Linked DNA regions of Mus musculus: regions 1, 3 and 4 are each linked to region 2. A link is a contact called in public Hi-C, HiCAR-type and promoter capture Hi-C data. All regions are on one chromosome and are shown on one strand. The core of a region is the stretch at or near the end of the contact, and the rest is flanking DNA. Distances in the headings are between cores, read along the strand shown. Region 1 holds the start of Ago4 (argonaute RISC catalytic subunit 4). Region 2 holds the start of Zmym6 (zinc finger, MYM-type 6). Region 3 holds the start of Ago3 (argonaute RISC catalytic subunit 3). Region 4 holds the start of Trappc3 (trafficking protein particle complex 3).

What was found. Promoter capture Hi-C pulls out the DNA fragments that hold promoters and counts their contacts. A called contact is a pair of places that touch in the nucleus more often than the background predicts. HiCAR-type assays count read pairs that join an accessible place to other places.
Region 1: a contact with region 2 is called in a promoter capture Hi-C map of hippocampal neurons, with 2.1 times the contacts expected there. The contact joins the promoter of Ago4 here to the promoter of Zmym6 in region 2. A contact is called at or near these places in 6 of 39 promoter capture datasets (the C10 cell line, cranial neural crest, hippocampal neurons and 2 more) and 2 of 9 other capture datasets (adipose tissue and liver).
Region 3: a contact with region 2 is called in a HiCAR-type map of astrocytes, with 2.7 times the contacts expected there. The contact joins the promoter of Ago3 here to the promoter of Zmym6 in region 2. A contact is called at or near these places in 2 of 39 promoter capture datasets (both in liver), 2 of 115 datasets of contacts at active chromatin or transcription factors (astrocytes and pancreatic cancer cells) and 1 of 9 other capture datasets (liver).
Region 4: a Hi-C map of B cells shows a contact between it and region 2, with 10 read pairs. The contact joins the promoter of Trappc3 here to the promoter of Zmym6 in region 2. A contact is called at or near these places in 1 of 39 promoter capture datasets (liver) and 1 of 484 Hi-C or Micro-C datasets (B cells).

Annotation. Positions count from the first base shown.
Region 1 is chr4:126,532,119-126,535,138 of GRCm38.p6, forward strand. Ago4 (argonaute RISC catalytic subunit 4) reads right to left here and starts at 1,340. Exons shown (of 18, transcript NM_153177.3): 1 at 1,067-1,340. The coding sequence starts at 1,085.
Region 2 is chr4:127,075,993-127,078,692 of GRCm38.p6, forward strand. Zmym6 (zinc finger, MYM-type 6) reads left to right here and starts at 1,391. Exons shown (of 14, transcript NM_001285885.1): 1 at 1,391-2,554. The coding sequence starts at 2,465.
Region 3 is chr4:126,428,184-126,431,111 of GRCm38.p6, forward strand. It overlaps Ago3 (argonaute RISC catalytic subunit 3), which reads right to left and starts at 1,359. Exons shown (of 19, transcript NM_153402.2): 1 at 1,085-1,359. The coding sequence starts at 1,103.
Region 4 is chr4:126,261,085-126,263,784 of GRCm38.p6, forward strand. It overlaps Trappc3 (trafficking protein particle complex 3), which reads left to right and starts at 1,321. Exons shown (of 5, transcript NM_013718.2): 1 at 1,321-1,453. The coding sequence starts at 1,412.

The sequences.
Region 1 (3,020 bases), core at 90-2,589, 540 kb before region 2:
CCGATTTATTTTTTGAAGGCTTATGACATTTGACTATGTGGGCTTTTTAAGAAAACCTTAAGCAGCAAATAAAGATAGGATTTAATCGCTCAGTTATGTAAATATGTTCCAAGTTAACAAACCTGCAAAATTTCCAAATGCAAACAATAAACCTAATTTTCTATGAATTTTAAAAACATACAACTAAGTCTACTATGTAGACAAGGTTTGAATATGAAAACTAATTCCATCACTGCCCCTAAACCTTGCCCTACTTAGCCAAGCCATTAGCAACCTGTTGTAGGGCTTGAGACAGGAGCACAAGGCTCCAAACGAAGAGTATTCGTGAGAGTTTGGAAAGCTTCCTTGGGTTGGAGCAGAGAGCGAGAGAACCAGGGGCCACCCATAACCAGCAAAGAATCACAGTTTCAAAAACACTTTTTCGTTTGATTTTAACAGCCTCTGATAACCCAATTAAAAGGGAAGGCAGGGCATTGATGCCCTTGCTGGAGAGTATTGGATTGTCATTCCAGAGCACTCTGGGACTGACAAACTGACAGATACCAAACTTCAGAGTTTTGGAAAAAGAACGGACATTTCTCCCTTTGGCTTTCAGGGACATGAGTGAGTGGGTCTCTCCTCCTCATCTGAGGAACCAGATGCCAGTGCAAAAGAAAACAGGGATTCTGCCCCACACCAAGAAAACCCTTGACAGAAGGTAGAAGGCCTTCCAGGTTTGGGCCGGGCCTCGGCGTGCCCCAGACACACGGTCCCATTTGAGGCCCCAACTAGCCTCGCGGCGACCGTGGACAGAGATCTAAGGTCCGAACAGGTCTGCCCTACCCCGGGGAACTCGGGTCACCTCTTGAGCCTCCCTCCCTTAGACGGGTCCCGAATAGACCTAGAGTCTTCAGCTGGGGCGTGGTCCCCGCCCCCCAGGGACGAGGGCATGGGACCCCTTCCTTCCCGGGGCCTGGCAGCCGGCAGCCGGGTCCGCGAGCGGCGGTCGGGCAGCGACAGTCCCTTCCGCCGGTCTGTCTGCCCTCCCGAGCCCCAGGTCTGACCCTGGTCCGAGCGCGCTCCTCACCGGGTCCCAGCGCCTCCATGGCGGCGACGGGGGCCGCCTCGCTCCGGTCCCCAGCGCCTCCCGCTCCGGGCCCCGCCGGAGCCGCGTAACGCTTGCTCTCTGGAATATTGGCGCTGAAGCGGCGCCGCGAAGACGCGGGCCGGGGGCGGGCAGGGGGCGGCGGCGGCGCCCAGTCCGGGGACAGGGACCCGACTCTGTCACGGCTCTTCCGGCCTCAGCGACAACAAAAACAATCCCGGCCGCTGCCGCCGCCGCCGCCAGCTGGAACGGGAGCGGGAGGCGGCGCGCGCCCGCCGGGCGGGGCGGGGGCGCCAGGCGCCTGCGGTCCCGGGTCCCGGCTAGCGAAGGGGGCGTGCGCGGCCCCGCACGCGCGGGGTCCAGCGAGCCTGACCGAGGCAGGGGGCGGGGTGCGGCAGGGACGGGCGCGCGCCCGGGGGGCCGAGCCCAGAGGACGCGTCAGGCGCGCGCCCGCCCGCCCTTCCACCAGCGGGCCCGCTCGCCTGCGGTCCCGCACGCCGCTCCGCCGGTCCCCATTCTGGCAACCTTCCTCCAAGTCGCCATCGAAAGAGCTGGATTCCAGTCCTTGATGACCCACAGGCAGCAGCCCTCCACTTCGTCCTGAGACTCACCTTAGGAACCTGTCCTCCATCGCTCCACCACCACCAGAGATGACCCCTGGACACTTCAGGCACAATCGGTCCTTCAGTCACCTTCAGTCATTCCTCCTACTCCACCCCCACCCTCACCCCGGACACCACATATCCAGTCACCTTCCTTCCCTGTGCAGGGAAAGCAGGTTCTGTTCTGGGTCCCAAGACTGGTCAACATGTCACCAAGGCAGCAGGTAGCTCAGCGAGTCAAGTGTCCTTAAAGTTTCCATTCAGGACTTCCAGTTAAGACAGGACCATAGGCTGTCTGGTCAACTAAACGGGCAACGGCAGTCTATTAGTTAAAAAGGCACAACACTCTCATTCTAGTTTGCTGGGGCCCACCATTGGGTACCTCAGCTTAGTGCAATAGAAATGCGTTTTCTCTCAGTTTTGCACACCGACAGTCTAATAAAATCAAGGCGAGTTGGGGCAGGGGGTGTGATTTTTCTCCTTCGGTTGTAGAAATCTATCTTCTTGTGCTATCACACGGTCTTCCCATGGTAACTTCTATTCAAACCGCTCCTTTTTGTTTGGTTGGTTTTAATTAATTTATGTGTATGAGTATTTTTTGCCTGCATGCATGTGTTTGTGCCTGGTGCCTCCGGAGACCAGAAGACCAAATCGAATCCCCTCGAAACAGGATTACAGATAATGTAAGCTGTGTAGGGGCTGAGAATCAAACCTGGGGCCTCTGCAAGAGTATGAGGTACCCTTAACCACTAAAGCCATCTCTACAGCCCCCAACTTCTTTTTCTTATAAGGAAGATGGCTCAGTGGGTAAAGGTACTTTATAACATTGACAGCCTGAGTAGGAAGTTGGAGAGTTCAAGGCCAGCCTTTGCTACCAAAGAATTTAAGGCAATCCATGTTTTAAGAGACTCCAGCCCAGTGTAGCCTTTAATCTCAGCACTAGGGAGACTGAGGCAGTTCAGAGCCAATTCGGTTTACTTATGTAGTGACTTCTAGGACAGCCAGGACTGCAGAGTGAGACAGAGGAGACAAAGACAGGCAGATCACTGGAGCTCACTGTACATACACACACATACAGTACATACACATACATACACACACAGATACACACACAGATATATACATACCACATACACACATAAATACACACCACACACTTACACATGCACATGCATACACCACACACACATCACATACCTGCACATACACATACACATGTATGCACACACACATACAAATCCACACACATACATACACACACACACAGAGAAAGAAAGAAAGAAAGAAAGAGAGAGAGAGAGAGAAAGAAAGGAAGGAAGAAAGAAAGAAAGAAA
Region 2 (2,700 bases), core at 141-2,640:
GGATTAAAGGCTTGCACCACCATGCCCGGCAATAACGCTTTGATATTTAGTCCATTTTCTTCAGGGATATGGGACATGAGATGACACCCATGCTGCAGAAGATAAGCCCATGCACATGCAGACATCACTAAGTGGACCAAGTGGGTTTGAAAAGGCAGAGTGAATGGCAGGGGACAGGGGAAGGGATTTGATCAAAGCACATATGCATGCATAAAATTATCAAATAATAGAAAACAAAAACATACATTTTAAATAGAAACTATGTGTACTGTCTCTAATATTTGATTATAATTTATAATACCATGTATGGGTAGATTTCCTCTGGTGTTTTCACACAATTTTGTTTTGGTTGACCCTTCTCCTCAAATCAGAATCCTCCTGTTCCCATGCCCTTTAGTATCTTTCGTGCTCAGCCTTCTCTCATTTTAGATCTTTGCCCCTTAAGTGCTGGAGTCCAGCTCCAGTGGGGTTCAGGTTCACATGTGATGATTAATCTTATTAAATTGATGGGATTTAGAATCAACTTGGGGACAGGTATCTGAGTTTGTCTGTGAGGGATTTTCTTGGTTTATTGAGCTATGAGACTTTGTCCTGACTATAGGCCAAAAAAGAGAAAGATGGTTGAGCGCTAGTCATCTTTCTCCTATGTTCCTCAACTGTGATGCACATTAAAAAATGGAGAAGGGCATATACAGCTCCATCTAACACTTCTGAGCTTTGACATTCCTCCATTTCTCCTTCCAGCTTTTTCTTTTCTTTTTTTAAAGATTTTATTTATTTTATGTATATGAGTACACTGTAGCTGTCTTTAGACACACCAGATGAGGGTATTGGATTCCATTACAGATGGTTGTGAGCCACCATGTGGTTGCTGGGAATTGAACTCAGGACCTCTGGAAGAGCAGTCAGTGCTCTTAACCACTGGGCCAACTCTACAGCCCTCCAGTTTTTTTTTTCCACAGCCCTGTCTCTTTAAGAAGTCAATCATATCGGAAGTGAGAATGCTGGGACGGCTAGGTCTAGGGCATGATGGGAATAGAGGGCGGGAATGAAGGCCGGGAACGTCCAATTACCTCAGGTCTAGCGCATAAATAGGAGTGCGCACGCGCAGTTGTCAAGGCGTTGCGTTGCCATTCCTCAGGCGATTCCAGTAAAGTAATTTGTCATGGTCCCCACCTGAGACCTTGAATGCTTTTGTGCATTCTCCGACTGGCGTCTCATTGGAGGCGGGTGTCCTACCGGGCTAGAGAAAGCCGCTCAGGCCTGTGGGCTTGTGAGGGGGCAACGTACCACGTGCCCAAACGGGGCGTGGCCCTCCACGTGACTAGGCGCCGCAGGAAGTTCTGGGTAACCTCACGTGACAGGACCGTCCCCTTCTGGCGGGGGCGGAGTGGCAGCTCATCACGTGACCGGCGGCGGGCTGCGCCGCGGTGGTGCCGTAGCATCCTCAGGCTCGCTGCAGTTGGCGGCTCGCGCGCTCCGTTGGAGACTGAGTTCCTCCTCTGGCCTTTGGGGGACAGGCTGGGGAATTCTGGTTGCGAACGGGAACGCCGGAGAGCTTGCGACATTCAGAGGAGGGATACGCGCCTGTAGAGTGTTACAACTGTGGCAAGTGGTGGAAAGTTCTCGACCCGGCTTCGCAACAGGGTTTTAAAAAACCTGTTGTTTCTATGGCTGGCTGGAATTGATGACAGGCCTTTTGCGAGGGTTTCCTTTATAGCTTGGCTTACATTTGTACTACCGTTTGGGAATCTGAAGAGAGCCCAGACAGGGGTTTCTAGCAGCCATTCTCAACCCTCACAGGGTCGCATATCAAATATTTACATTACAATTCGCAATTAGCAAAATTACAGTTATGACGGAGCCACGAAATAATTTTATAGTTGGGGGTCGCCACATTAACCGAGTTTATGAATGTTGAGAATCACTGGTTTATAGGAAGACGTTAGGGGGAGTTGCCTCCAGAATGACCAGTTGGCCCACCTCTAAATGGGAACCTAGCGTTCTAGTTGTGATGACGTCTGAGGCTCTGAAGTGGCTTTAGGATGAGAAATCGGTTCTTATTGTTAGTGCAGGCTGAGGTAGAGGCAAAGGTGAGGCCTCACTTGGAGCAGACATGAGTCACATGTCAGTGTCCACACAATCAGAAATTAAGTACTGAGTCCAGCTGTCCACTTGCTAGGGTCCTCCTGTGGCGTGTTCAGCCAGTCTGTATCGCAACAACCTCCAATATAGTGAAGACCATAGTGCTTGTCTAAGACTTTTCTCATTGGAAGGTAGCTAATCCAGGAGCAAAAAGAACAGTTAGTCCTAGTCCCAGAAGGGTGTTGCTCAAATGCTCGATCCTGAAGCTATTAACATGTTAGTATGAAGGAAAACAAAACCCAAGTACCAATCCTTTATATTATGTTTTAGGCGTCATCTTAGTTTTAGATGGGATAAGAACTCGGCATAAGCACTTAGAATGAAAGAACCTTTGGATGGTGGATGTGACAAAGCAATGGCACAACAAGGGCTTCTGGACAGAATTAAAGAAGAACCTGATGATGCTCATGTAAGCATTTTCTTTTGACTTTCAAAATACTAAAAATTATTAGCGTTAGAATTGGTATTATTCCGGAGAATTGGAAATGAATGGTACTCAATGGTTGCTGGTTTATACGTTGATACAACCCAACTGATTAATTTTTTTCATGCGTT
Region 3 (2,928 bases), core at 109-2,608, 650 kb before region 2:
AAAAAATGGTAGACACTGAGTAGAAAGAAATTCCACATAATAAAGGAAATGCCTTTTTGTATCCCTTCGACAATTATGCCCTGAACTGATTTGAAGGCCTTCTATGTTGCTAGTTTTAGTTTTGGGTTTTTTTTTTTCTCTTATATTTGGGGACCTTTCAAATTGGCAAGATGAGATATGAAATTCAGTGACTTGCTAGGACATAATAACAAGGCAATCCCCCAAATATATGAAAACAATATATTACTGATCTTGTGGATGGAGAGAACTTTCAAACTGGAGAACAGGGTGACTGCTGGGCCAGCAGGCCGTTATGTAACACCTATTTCATGTTACTCTATCAACTACTTTAGAATCGCTGACTACTTTTTCCTTTTTAAAGACAAGCACTATCCAGGCCGGCTTCCTTTCTCAAGACCTCTTTTTTTTTTTTTTTTTTTTTTCCTCAAGAGACAAATCCTAAATTCCAGATTTCCTGTGCAGGGAATAGAAAATAGAGGGGAAATAGTGTCAGCATCCTGAAGCTCTGCCTTCTAGTAAGCAGTGGTCCAGAGCGACAGGACATCTCCGAGCTCCTCAGAAACTACACACTCAGACACTGAGAACCAGGGGTGGGAGCAATGCCATCTTGCATCTGACGTCGCCCGAGCACCAATTAGAAACGTAATCATTGATTATCTCAGAGTATCCTCAAACTACACTAATAGGTAGATAAGGGTTATGCCTGACTTGTTCTGCATCCATGGGACACACGACCCGGTTAAAGGACAAGCGCGCCCTTTATATTTCCAACAAGAATTCCAAAAGCAAGGGCAAACTTCTCTCCATTCTCAGGGGAAAGCACTCTAGGGGGATGTCATCACCTACAGAACTCCAAACTTAAGCCCTCCTTGTAGTTTCGCCAACTCAATGACCCCAAGAGTGTAGGTCCCTGGGCTGTGGAGAGGACACCCGCATCGGGCCTGAAAGCCCGCAACTCCCTCACTATGTGCGCTGACAGCACCTGAAGTGGAAGGAACAAGGATGCTCAGGGGACAACATCGGGGTAACGACCCCACCTGCCCTGTCCCGCAGCTCGCCTCACCTGCGGAGCCGATTTCCATTCATGGAGCTGGGGGGAGTGCTTCACGAGAGAAGGGTGCCACCACAGAGGCGAGGAGCGGACGCCCTCGGAAAGCTCCGGGCACAAGAGGCACAGTCGGGAGAGACAGACAGCCTGCAGCGAGGTAAGAGCGGCGACAGTCCTGAGTGAGGACGCTGGAACCAGGTCCGGAACTTGCGTCGCCCACAGATGCTGACGCGTGCAGCTTCCCGACCCGCCAGCCGCCCCGCCGCCGCAGCCGCTCGCTTTTCCCGGTCGCCCCCGGAAGCCCGCTCGCGTCACTTCCGCTCTCCGGATCCCGCCCCGCTCTCCCTCCGGGTCGGCAGCTCGCCTGGAGCCAGAGCCTTGCGGGAGCAACAAGGTCTGGGGATCTGTGGGCGGGTGAGCCGGTGCCTGGCTGGGGCGGAGCCGCGGATGGGCGGTCGCCCTGCACCCGCTGTGCCTGACGGCGACAATCCCGAGCGAGAGGCCAGCTTTCCCCGTGCCAGCCTCCCGGGTGAGGACCGCTGCTTGAGGCGACATCGCTGCCTGCCCGCGGAGCTTACCTGAGGTACATCCTACCTGAGAGTGGCGGGTGACCAGCCAAGGGCATCCTCCCTCCCAGCTCCGTCTGCCACACCCGCTTGGAGCACGTGCACTAGGCGGTGACCACAAGTTCAATATAGTTTTTAAACGGATGAACAAGAAACGGGATGTTCCATGTATACCAGATGGAATTACGTTTATGTTTAAACAGTCTCCCAATACGTTGAGGAACCTAAACGACCTTCCGGTGTTTAAACACCTGCTAAACCTTCTCTTCCTTGGGACTCGAGACTTTTACAGCTAAATTGGTCAGCCTCCAGTTTCCCCGATCCGATCCAGTCTGGTGCTTTTCTGCTGACTTGGAACCTTTGGGAGACTAGACCCAGCTCATTATCCGGCAAATAGTCCGTCTTTTAAAAATACTTGGCTTCGTGAAACCAGATACTTCATGCAAGCTTAGCAATGATTCAGTATTTTTCCCCGTGTCCCAATGAACCAGTAATGTTTTGACATATATTTCTTTTTTAAAAAAGAGAATTGAGAAAGATTTTATTTTCACGATCCCTTCCCTCCCCGTTTTGGGTTTTTGGATTAGTCACTTTATCTTTGGACTTTAGTTTCCTCATCAGAAAAACTGAAAGGAAAACAAAAAACAAAAACCTCCCAAATGTTAGTAACAAAAATATTTACAATAGTTACAATTTTGAGGTACTTAATAAATATGCTGACTACATAATAAACATTTAATACATGGAAGTGACTCCAAGCCACATCTAGCACACCAATTCTGCCTCTCTTCCTGTTGACTGAAAAGAAATACTCTTATCACTTTTAAAATATCACATCCTCAGATGAATGAGCACATCTTAAAAGTCATGTTCAAGCTCTGATTATATACAATCCATATTGACCTAAGCCATAAGAACTAAATCTCAGACTTGTGGAAGGACCTATCCTACCCCCAATCTCTTGATTCTGGAACTAGTTCTTTGAATGAATGCAAGCTCAACTAGCTTCCAGAAAAACATGGTGTGGTGACAAACAGCATGCTTTTATTTGTTTTCAAATGTGTGTGGTGGTGTCTGGTCTCTGCACTTCTGGTGTCTTGGAGGCAAGAAGAGGGTGGCAGATTCCTGAGAACTGTTCAAACAGTTGTGAGCCATCCTGGGTGCTGGGAAGCACTTAGGTTCTCTGGAAGAACAGCCAGTGATCATAACCACTGATTCATCTTTTCGAAGGTGCTGCCTTTTTTAACACTGAAGGAAGATTTGCGTCCTTAGAGTCAGTGAAATCCAACAAAT
Region 4 (2,700 bases), core at 71-2,570, 810 kb before region 2:
GAGGCTCTGGACTAGCCTCACTGCTACTCTCCCAAGGCTACAGACTTCTGTCTTCTTCTTCTGCTCCCTTCTAGAGACCCTCATGCAGCCTCCTGAGGTCGTGCCACAGGATGGAGAGTCAGGGATCTCTGCCTCTAGGGAGGCCCCGGAATGTCTGTACTACAGGGAGAAGGCTATAATAATGATTGGTCCTATAACCTCAGGGAAAGACTGGGAGAAACCCTTGCCCCCCTCCAGCCTTCTCCTAGCCTAGCTGGCTCAGTATCTGGACAGAGCAGTTGTCATGGTGAAGGCCGGGTGGTACACAACAGTATATAGTTGCTGCAGAGACAGACAAGCAGGCTGAAGCGAGGAGACCTGAATTCCAAGCACAGTGCCCACAGGGCTGACCACTAAGGAGAGACGGCCGGAGCCAAATCCAAAGGGCTGTGGTCAGTGATGACAGGGCTTTGCCTCTGTGAAGGGTAAGAAGGGTTTGGTCAGCTAGCACATTCCTCAACGATTGTTGGGCTGTGTTTGGATCTGTTGGACTGTCTTGATAGTGTAGCTCGAAGGGAATCACATTTCCTCTGTGCCTTTTCTGTGCCCACGATCTGTGCTCATGTCTCATTAATATTTACAGCAACTGAAAGAACTTCAGCATCTGGCCTCAGATGGCAAGCCTGGGATTAGAACTCGGCACTGAGTGCCACCACAGCCGGCATCTTGGTTTTTCTGGGAACTAGGCAGGGTAGCTGTTCTAGAGAAGGGACGGTAAGTGATTTGGATTTGTTAAAAAGGCCACAAGTGTAAGGATGCAGGGCTTGGCTGTGTTTGGGGTTTGGGAACAGATGGCAGTTGAAAGAGAAAGCCGTTAACTATCCTGACATAGAATATGTGGTCATGCAAACTTTTTATAATGAACTTTAGACCTCTGTGTGAGCCATCGCTAGTTTTTCAGGACATCCTGGGCGCTTCTGGAGCTGATCTGCAGCAACAGAAAACAGTTCGAAATAGGGACTTTCCAAGACCAGTCTGGGAGAGAGAAGAATTTGCAGAACATCACAGTGCCAGTCGTGGGGGAGGAAAATAAGGACACTCTGTGGACAATGTAGGACTACCACAAGGTGCGGATGCCACCTAGCGGCCATAATGGTGCAGCCACCCGGGCGCTGGTAGCATTCCGGAGCTGCAGCTCGAGCTGAATCACGGGTGGGACTTCCGGGTAGAACTGCCGGATGCTGTAGTCTGACTTTGGTCAGCCGAACCACAAGTCCCGGGGTCCTCTGCGCCACACCGCGCAGGCGCAGTGAGGAGGGGCCGGTCAGTCCTAGACGCTGAGGGGCCGCGGCTGGGTTGAATCGGCGACTCCCGGGGTCTGGGATCTGGGTTGTGAGGAGGTGAGGTGAGGCGGCACTGAACGGTGGGCACCATGTCGAGGCAGGCGAACCGTGGCACGGAGAGCAAGAAAATGGTAACTGAGCGCGTGACCCGGCGGGCCGGGCGGAATCGAAGCTTCCTGGGAAGGGGCCTGGTGCTGGCGCTCCAAGTGATTGTCAAATGAGTCCTGCTGTGAGCTGTGGGATGGGGAAGTCCCAGTGTGGGTCATTCCCTAGGCGTCCGGCGCTGGGGCAGCTTGGGGGGACCCCTGAGTTGCCCCTCCGCCCGCTACACCCAGGTCTCTCGGGGTCGAGTGCTAAACCAACAACAGCGACGGTAATCAATAACAGTACCAACCATTTACTGATCTCTTACTGTGCGTTTGGTGCTAGGCTATTGCTTCCATTATGTCATTATCACAAGGTAACCTCTTCTAGGTGGATAATGTTATGGCGTTTTACAGCTCAGTGAAGTTTATGGGACATCCAGATTTACACTTCGGAAGAGTTAGGATTTAAACCCATGCCCCTCCATTTCTACAGTGAATATTTCAGCTTTTCACTATGCTTTAGGCATTGTGAGACTTAGACAGTGGTCTTGTCAGAAGGGGACTTGCCATCTAACATTAAGGAGTGAGCCGGCCTAAGTATTCAGTGGCCCCTGTAATGGTTGAGAGGATAACTGTGGTTCCTTCCCTAACCTGGGAGTAGTGGGACAGGATATAATCCCAAAAGGCTGGGCTGGGCTGGACTGGGTCTGGAGAGTCAGGTGGATATCAATTTTCTCCGAATCCCAAGGAAAGAGGCTTTCTTGTCAAGTGTTTTTTGTTTGTTTGTTTGTTTGTTTTTAGTGTATTCTTTTGCAGAACTGCCCATGCTGTGCCTTTGCTTTGGAGTTTCAAACTGAACATCTGGGAGCGGAACTGTAGCTCCAGTTGGTAGAGTGTCTGCTTAGCATGCACAAGGCCCTGAGTTGAATTCCCAGCACCACGTAAACTAAGCTTGCTCATGCATGCCTGTAATCCCAGCCCTCGGATGGTAGAGAAAAAGGGTCAGGAATTCAGGGTTGTCCTTAGCCCGAGATAAGATGGAGGCCAGCGTAGGCTACTTGAAGCTACTACTTGAAACTATTTTTAACACACAGAGTGTTGGGGACGTGGGGTGTGGGGCTCACATCAGGTTTGGGAGGTAACTCAGTGGTAGGATGCATATGCAGGATACTCTGAATTCAGACTTCAAAAAACAGCGGGACCAATCCGAGGTTGCCTGCCTGCTGACTAGATCTGGAAACCTATGTACTCCACTCTGGACAGTATGATTCAGTATGATTAGACTTTGTGTC